Regions from separate parts of the Sus scrofa genome. Here region 1 is linked to region 2. Evidence: chromatin contacts called from public Hi-C data. All regions are on one chromosome and are shown on one strand. Each heading gives the region's core, a stretch centred on a gene start, on an enhancer-like site or on the middle of the called end of the contact. The rest is flanking DNA. Distances are from core to core; before and after follow the strand shown. Region 1 overlaps FGGY (FGGY carbohydrate kinase domain-containing protein). Region 2 overlaps FGGY (FGGY carbohydrate kinase domain-containing protein).

Region 1 (4,532 bases), core at 1,109-3,608, 230 kb before region 2:
TTCCCATCGTGGCATAGCAGAAACGAATCCGACCAGGAACCATGAGGTTGCCGCTTCAATCCCTGGCCTCACTCAGTGGGTTAAGGATCTGGCATTGCCGTGAGCTGTGTAGGTCACAGACGCGGCTCAGATCTGGTGTTGCTGTGGCTGTGGTGTAGGCTGGCAGCTACAGCTCTGATTAGACCCCTAGCCTGGGAACCTCCATATGCTGAGGGTGCAGCCCTAAAAAGACAAAAAAAGACACACAAAAGATGGGCTCAGTCCAAAGCACAAAGATGGGCTCAGTCCAAAGCACAAAGATCTTAAACATCCTGAAAAAAATACCAGTTTCTGGTCCAGTAGTTGGATAATAAACTCTTACTGCCCCCCCCCTTTTTTTTTTACCAGCTATCATCTCTGTATTCAGTGGAGTAAGGTGGAGTTGGAATAAGATGCTTGGCCCTGAGAGTATGGCTAGGATTCTGGTGGGACCGCTTTACTGCCATATGCAATGTCACCATGAGCGTGAGGTTGAGCTTGAAGTACGTAAACATGGCATCACTGGAAGGATCACCACTTGGTTTTGCTTACATTAAATTGTGAGCCCTCTAAAATCAAATTATGTATTTCAGACTCTTACGTTAAATTGTCAACTCTTTAAAGTCAGAAATTATGCATTTTTCAACTTCTGATTCCTAGCATCTTGGCACAGAGAAAACATTTACCATTTGCTTTGTTTCCTGGAATTTGAGCTGTTAGGTATGGTGAGAATACCTAGGTATAGACAATGCACCCTATTAAATAATTGAGGATGTCCCCAGGTGATTTGGTATTGGAAGGGAGGGTTGGCACATATTAATAATCCTAATAATTGCTGCCGTGTACCGAGCATTACCATACATCAGGCAACTCTGGCTATGTAATCTTGGTTAATTGTTCAAATACTATGAGACTGCAGCCTCAGGAGACAGCCTTTAACTTTAAGAGAAGTACCTGTCAAGTACCTGTACTTTTCCTCCAATGTGTATTTTTTGGAAAAGCCAATGGAGAACCAGGTTATTGCCAGATTATCTCCTTCCTTCCCTTCCCAAACTTTCTTTCCATCTTACAACATGTGGGAGTTGTTTAAAGTGGTATTTAATTCTTGTTGTTAAGGAGACTGAAGTGGACCAGCATACTCATTGCTTTTATCTTTTTCTTCCCAAACTTCCCAACCCCCTGACTGCAGTATAACTAAGTAAATGAATTGTGTGGGACGCGTGTACCTGGGTTCCCAGCCAAAGCCAGAGATCAAAGCAGAGAGAGGATATTGAGCTTCCTCCCAGATCCCCGAGACGCTGTCCCGACAGTCCTGGAGGAGTGGCTCTTTCGGAAATAGGACTGCAGGTAAGCTCATTCACTCGGGAGGGTTATAGGCTTAGGAAACAATGTTATTGCTATTTGGTCATTTCGAGGAAAAGAGGAGGAGAATATAGCAGAACAGCCCCTGGAGATTGGTTTTCAGCGCCGTCTCTGCAGCAGGATCTCTCCTTAGGATCCCGTGAATAGTTTTGCAGAGACCTGCCTCTCTGGGACCCTCTTCCCTTTTCTCACGCTTCCTCTGATCAGCTTGCACATTTGTTGAAGACTCAGCCGTGAAGCCTGTGGTTTCCTGTGGCACATTTCTAATAATATTTGGACAGGCTATCATTTAATGAACCACGTAAATATTTATCACAAGAGCAGTCTTTTGATCATGAACAGGGGCTAAAAACCAGTCCAGTCCGTGCTGGGGACTTGGCCGGGAGGCCGTTCCTGCCCTTCGGAGCCTTCAGTCGACTGAGAAGTTAGGTAAGGCTCTGGACATGTGTGCAGGCCGCTTGAATTTCTCTCTGTAGCTTTTCTTTCTCTTGGCCTCCCCAGTCCATGTCCTTCTTTCTCGGTCTGACCTGCCTCCCCAGATCCCCATCAGTTGTTTTTCCTTTTAGAGAATTGATCTCCGCCTGAAATGAATGAGCTGGGACCAACCTTCTGACCATCACCACTCATAAATCAGGCTCCGGAGCCCCACTGTCCTAGCCTGGAGCCCCAGCTTCTCTGATTTTGTGCTCTGTGGCCTTAAATAGCTTTATTGCGGAGAACCTCAATCCCCTTACCTGGAAAATGGGCTCATAGTGCCTACCTCACAGGGTTGTCACGAGGACGAAGTGAAAATTACAGAATCAGGTGGGTGACTGGCAGAGCATAGCTTAATAAATGCTATTGTTGCTGCTTTTGTTGTTGTTGTTGAAGAAGTGGTTGAAGGATTCTGTTTTCATTTTTAAGCTGGTGTGTGGAAAGAGCCCTAAACGTGCCTTAAGAGGCCAGGGTTCAAGTCCAGGTGCTGCTCTTGTTTACTCTTTGTGTCACTTGGGGTAAATTCCCCCATCCGTCTGAGGTATAAAATGCTGATAGGTTTATCAGCTTGATTGAATTTCAGTCAGAAGAGATGAACAAATGTATGAAAGCGCCAGACATGCACAAGGATCCTAATCCTTTTTTTTAAAAAAAAAACAGAAAAAGGAATAATGTTTTCCATTTTGCAGTTACTTTATTTTTTGAGGCCAAGAGGAACTGGAACACAGTTTGGCATCTAGGACACAGCAGCGAGGACTCATGACCCAGGAACAAAGGGCACAGAGGGATCGACAAAGAATCTGAGTTGCAGAAAATCCTCTGGCAGAGTTTTTATAACTCACGGGGTCAAGTTTCAGGGTAGCTGCCCGAGGGTTTGAACTTCTCTGCTTCCCTGCTTTCAGAGCCCAGGTGTGGAAACAATCATAAAGCGATCGCTGAAAACGATAGTAATGGGAAACACGGTGAACCTGAACTATTTAATTAGGATCTGTTTCTTACAGAAACATGAACTGGGAGCTGTGTGTGAACGGTGCAGGGCGAATGTAACACCCTGATCCCCTGGGTCTGATTCTCTTCCCAATGGATGTCTTGGTCGTATGGTCTAGAAATGGGTAGGGGGCCAGAGAGAAGTAGGTAGGAGCCTAGGTAGGAGTGGGTCAGTCTCTACAGGTGGCAGGTGTCCTGAGTTAGCCAGTTGTAGCCAAAGTAGGCAGGGACACCTAGCAGAGCCCTTGGCAAATAGGCGTTTAATAAAATGGAGGGTAACAGGCAGTAGAGCGTTCTAAGGACAGGTAGGGATGCTGGACCAGAGGGAATGAGATTGCTGTCACCTCTGTGACTCGCTAGTTGTACGACATTAGAGCGAGTTGCTTTACCCGTCTAGAACTCATTTTCTGCATCAGTAAGATGGGGATGTAACGGTAATTATCATCCAGGGTTGGTATCAGGATAAAAAGTGGATTAGAAATGTAAGCAAGGTGGTTAGTGGAGCATTGGATACACAGCAAATTTGTACCTTTTATTATTTACCTAAAGGTAGGTTATAAAGGTATCCGCTGAGTCCCAGAGACTTGGTGAGTTCGTGCTCTGTGCCAGAAACTGTGCTGGCACCAGGGATTCATCTGTGGTCCAGCAGCAGTGGAGTTAACTGTCTACTGGCAAAGCTCTACTTTCTATCCAGGGAGGGGGTGGGGTTCTTCTGAAGAGTGGGTTCTTTCCTGTTTAGCCAAGTGATGGGTCCACAACCCAGAGCTGGAGTAAGCCCTGGGTCAGCTGCAGAGTAGAAATCTGCCTCTTTGGGTTTGACTGGGAATAAATCAGGTGGGCTGGGTGGTGGGTGGCACGAGAGAGTCAACACTGAAGGAGCCAGGCCTGAGGGGCTGGGTCAGCCCCCAGGGGGACTCTCTTGTCACTGAAGCTGGCCAGAGAAGCCTGGATGATGGCCAGCCAGGTCTGTGTGGGCCAGAATGTTTGTATAGAGTCTTCATTCCCTATGTCCCCCCCACCGCCACCCGGTTCTCCTTGCAGTGTCTAGAATAATCTTGGAAAGTTGTAGCCAGGAATGAGAGATGTTGGCTTGCCAGGATCAGTGTTGAGGGGCAGCACCCTGGGCTCTTCCCAGGGAGACTGTGGGGAGCTAAGAGAGGGCATCCTAGTACAGCAAGAGCCTGTGTGTGGTCAGTAGGGGAGTAGAGCAGCTAGCCTCTCTGCAGGCAAAGAAACCGAGGAAGATGTAAGCCACTGTCCTGTTTTGTCCTTTACTGTATCCTCAGCTCTTAGCTGGGTGACTGGTCCTACATTTCTTCAAATATCCATCATTAATTGCAAAAGGCCTCATTATTTCCGATATTACAACGAAAACCTGCTACCAATTAATTGTAAGATGCCATTGATTGTAAGGTTCACTGATTTCAGAGAAGCTAAGTGAAAAAAATGAGTGTCTTAGAATTAATAAAATGTGATTGTTAGCATCCAATAAATATTTGTTAATTGGATGAGTAAAGCGTGCAGAAATTAGAAACAAGGCGAAACACTAGTGCAGATAAGTACAAACTTAGGAATTCAAACTGTTAAAGCATGAACCTGTTCATCCTTGTTTTCTGTTAAGTCACTGATTTAGGTGTTCATTCAGCAAAAATCTATTGAAAACCAATTATGTACCAGACACCGTAGGAGCT
Region 2 (4,426 bases), core at 1,194-3,693:
TGTGAGGATGAGGGTTCAATTCCCTGGCCTCACTCAGTGGATTAAGGATCTGGCAGTTGTTGCAATCTGCGGTGTAGGTAGCAGATACAGCTTGGATCAGGCCTTGCCATGGCTGTGGTGTAGGCTAGCAGCTGCAGCTCTGATTTGAACCCTGACCCAGGAATGCCATATGCTGTAGATGCAGCAGTAAAAAGCGGGGAGAAAAAGCAGAATTCTTTCCTTTGAAATACAGAATTTTTTTTCCAGTTATTCACCTTTTTTAAAGTTTTTTATTGAAATATGTTGATTTACAATGCTGTGTTAGTTTCAGTATACTGAAGTGATTCAGCTACATATGTATATATAAATATACATATTCTTTTTTAACATTCTTCTCCATTATAGGTTATTATAAGGTATTGAGTAGAGTTCCCTGTGCTATACAGTAGGTCCTTGTTAGTTCTCTATTTTATTTATAATTGTGTGTATATGTTAATCCCAATCTCCTAATTTACCCCTCCCCCCATGCCTTTGATAACCGTAAGTTTGTCTTCTGTCTGTGAGTTTATTTCTGTTTTGTAAATAAGTTCATTTGCATCCTTTTTTTTCAGATTCCATACATAATTGATATCATAGAATATTTGTCTTTCTATTTGCCTTACTTTACTCAGTCTGATAATCTCTAAGTCTTTCCATGTTGCTGCAAATAGCATGATTTCATTCTTTTTTACAGCTGAGTAATATTTGAAAAGATACCTGCACCCCAGTGTTCACAGTAGCAGTATTTACAGCAGCCAAAATGTGCAAACAACCTAAATGTCCATCAACAGATGAATGGATAGAGAAGATGTGGGTGTGTGTGGGTGTGGGTATATATATATATCACAGTCTTTATTGAAATATAGTTTATATACACACGGTGGTATATTACTCAGCCTTAAAAAATGACATGCAGACTTTAGAAGGAGAGAGAGCAAAGGCAGAATGAAAAGTTGTATGCATGTACAGAATTTATCCAACAAAACTGAGTAACTGTGTGCACCAAAAAAAAAAAAAAAAAAAAAAAAAATTAGCCTAAGAATACCCACAACACCATTCTTGCAGCCTCATGGTTGAGGAAAAGCATGATTTCTGAAGCGAGACTGCCTGAATTCCTAATCCACACCATCACCTGCTCTCCGTGTGATCACGGGTCAGTTACTTAACCTGCTGAGTCTCAGGTTTTCATCTCCAAGATGGGCCTCATACCAGTAGTTGTGAGGATTCAATACAATACATAAATTTATGTGAAGCACTAAAATAAAAACACCTGGCACAAGCACATTCTACACGGGTATCAAGTGTCATGATGATGGTGCTACAGAGAAGACCTAAGGTGGAGAGTTGCTGCAACAGGCCCCGGAGTGAGTGGCTGCAGTCCAGGTGGAGACCTCTGACCATTACATCAAAGAGGGCCTCATTTGGGGAGCCTGTTTGGACTTGCACAGGGGAAGTCTGCTTGCTGTGTTCCTTTTGACAGCCGCGGTCAGGCTGCTGGGTACCAGCATCCTTGGCTCCTAGAAGACTGTCAGCTCCTTGAAGACAGTGATTATGTTTTTCCAGGTATTATTTCCTCTGCAGTGCTGAGCACATGCCTCATGGAGAGTGGTGCTCACTCAAGGTTTATGGCACTGAATCCTACTGAACGGTGGAGAGAGAGAATATTATTCAGGGCCCAACATGTGCCAACACTCTTCTTTCAAAGCGAGATTGTGTTTTTACACTTTGCTCTGAAATCATCACTTCCTTTTTACAGAGGAGATATTAGAGGCGCAAGGAGCTCCGCGCCTTTGCCCGAGGTCATGCAGCGGCTAGAAATGTCTCTCTGAAATGGGTGCCCTCTTCCGGCCACCGCCCTTTCCCCAGTGGCCGTGCAGGCACAGAGAAAGGAGAACAGGGCCTGGGGCTGCTGTCCTGAGAAGGTGGGTGTCAGGAGCAGCTGCAGAGGTGGAAGGGGAGGGCTGACTCTTGATTTCTGCTGAAGCAGAGATGGCTTTTGAACTGCAGTTTTTGAAAAATGCAAGTATATTCCTTGTGGGATTTTCTATAATTCATTTTTGCCCTTGTCTTCCACACTATTTATTTACCTAAGCCTTTGTTCTCTTAGAAACTATTTGAGCCACATGTCATTGATTGTGTTAAAACCCTGGGCCCTTTATCCTGCTCAGGTTTTTGTTTTTATTTTGTTTTGTTTTTTTTTTCCTCTCTCCAGCTGCTCTGCATAGCAGTTAATTCTCTGACTCTGTGGCCTGACTCTTATCCGGTGATGGGTCGCCTTACACTCCCACCCCTGCTCTTTCAAGAATGGGGGCCAGGGATGTAGGATCCAGCTTCAGAATCTATTTTTCTTTTTTGTGTCTTTGTTGTCTGAAGCTCAGGGCAGAGTCCAATCAATCCGTGTAGGTGTGGTGGAGCCCTGTGACCCTTCCCAGGGGAAATCCTAGCCCCATAGAAACTTGGCTGGTTTGGGCTCTGGGAATAAATCCCAGGCTTTGAAGAATCTGTCAATGTTCAACTAACCCCACAAAACCTCTGGAAATTTTTCATGGAACCGAAACTCACACCAAGGGAGGAGGCTCTGAGCTTGGCATCAGAGTCTGGGAAGAGGGAGAACTGGGGAAGCAACTAAGATCTTTTCCTCCAAAAACTTCAGGCCTCTTCCCCACATTCAGGTGTCCTAAAGAGTCTATCTGAGCAAGTCCCATCTCCTTCCTGCTTTTTCTTGAAGCATCTCACTGGTTTGCTCTGTGTCTTCAAGGAGATTGTCAGGGCAGCTAGTTCCTTTCCCACCTTCTAGGGGTCTTCAGATAATTCTATAAATGAGACCATTTGTCTAGGGGCAAGAAAAGGTTGCTGAAGGAAACCTAGCCTTGTTATCTGCCAAGAGAAGCTGTCACTGATATTTATTTAGCAGTTCTAGTATCCCAGGTATAAGGCTGCAATAAGGTGACCATCCAGTACAGTTTGCTCAGGACTTGGGGGTGTCCTTTCTGGGACACTGGGCACACAGTGCTAAAACCAGGAATAATGACCTTTAAAGTAGATGCTATTACTCCCGACTCACACCTGAGCACACTGAGGTGCAGAGAGGTGAGGTAGCTTATGGAAGGTCACACACAACACCTGTGGAGGACTTGGGTCTCCAACAGAGATGGTCCAGTGTCAGACCCTGACCTTTGTCCAGCCCTGTTCTCGGGAATACAAGCTTCCATCTCCTGCAGACTGTGTTGCCCAGCAGCTCGCATCAGCTGACTCTCTCTCCTGGGCCTTTGTTTAGCTGTCTCTTTTATCTCCAAGTCTGCCTGAAGTGCCATTCGTTTCCTGTCCCTCCCCCTGCTGACTGAGGTCCCTCCTGCCTCACCTCCTTCAGGAGGCCCTTTCTGACCTGACCATCCAACTAAACCCAGGGTCCTGTCTCCATACTTTCATTAAACATCTTCATATGTGAGTCACTGGCTGCTCCCTACTGTCTTGTAAGTGTCTGCCTGTGTATCTTTCCATCCCTTCTGGATGAGGATCTTATAGAATAAAAGGGGACAGCTTTCATCTTTGGGTTTCTAGCTTCTCACACAGCACCTTACTTATAACTGAGGACCAATAAATAGCTGCTGAATGAATCAGTTGATTTATAAAATATCAGAAGGTAACTGTGATTTAGAGTCATAGTTTTAGAGCCATTTAAGGATTTATTCCACGAGATACATTTTGTGCATTTTGTGGTACTTGGATCAGATCTCTTAAATTTTTTTAGTTTTAGAAAATAAGTACTTTTGGGGAGTTAACTTGTCCATTTGGATTGGATTTCAACCTGACCCTTTACCATGTCTAATGCCTGCAAGTGAAAAATTGTCTTTCCTGAGCTCATAGATAAGAACTTCCAAGTAATCTAGAGGCTGTGTGGAGGTTAGGAAGAAAGGAATTTCTTAAATCAGGTTTTTGCTTTGTCTTTACTATGGATTTTGTTAGTGTTCTGAGTCTCAGATTTCCATGCTATTACATATGAGTCTGCCTTCAAGAGTTGATCTTTCTGGGCAGAAGAGAGGAACAGAGAAGTGAGACCCAGTTATCTGAGGGCCTATTCTTTGGTCTCTGGGTCTCCCAATTTTGGCATCTGACTGGTGCAAGTCATGGCCAGGTGTATGGCATTTGCCATCACCGAGTTGAATTGCAGAATGAATGGTGTGACATGTTATAGTGGTTTTTAGGGATATAAACAGCTTTTGGTTTTTTATTAACAATGTTTAAAATGTTAGCCTGGATCATTCCTGCTACTTGGTACTTCATTTTCTTTATTCCCCCGACCCCCCCCCCCATTATTCTGTCATCAGTTGTATACTCAAGGGCAGAAAACAAATGTTACAGTCAATCTAAGCAAGCCCAAATACCTCTGGCAAAGCAGACATCATGC

What was found. A called contact is a pair of places that touch in the nucleus more often than the background predicts.
Region 1: a contact with region 2 is called in a Hi-C map of liver, with 7 times the contacts expected there. The contact joins two enhancer-like sites. A contact is called at or near these places in 4 of 47 Hi-C or Micro-C datasets (epiblast stem cells, heart right ventricle and liver) and 1 of 2 datasets of contacts at active chromatin or transcription factors (alveolar macrophages).

What each region holds. Positions count from the first base shown.
Region 1 is chr6:153,194,432-153,198,963 of Sscrofa11.1, reverse strand. It overlaps FGGY (FGGY carbohydrate kinase domain-containing protein), which reads left to right. Exons shown (of 16, transcript XM_021097811.1): 2 at 1,208-1,365. Among named protein-coding and RNA genes, the nearest start is that of FGGY, 16 kb to the left of the region's middle. Within about 2 kb of position 2,358, at least 8 of the 83 cell types and tissues checked have an H3K27ac peak or open chromatin away from gene starts, as enhancers often do. A contact at or near this core is called in liver, where this site is marked.
Region 2 is chr6:152,968,653-152,973,078 of Sscrofa11.1, reverse strand. The region is part of intron 7 of FGGY (FGGY carbohydrate kinase domain-containing protein); the gene reads left to right. Among named protein-coding and RNA genes, the nearest start is that of FGGY, 240 kb to the left of the region's middle. Within about 2 kb of position 2,443, at least 16 of the 83 cell types and tissues checked have an H3K27ac peak or open chromatin away from gene starts, as enhancers often do. A contact at or near this core is called in liver, where this site is marked.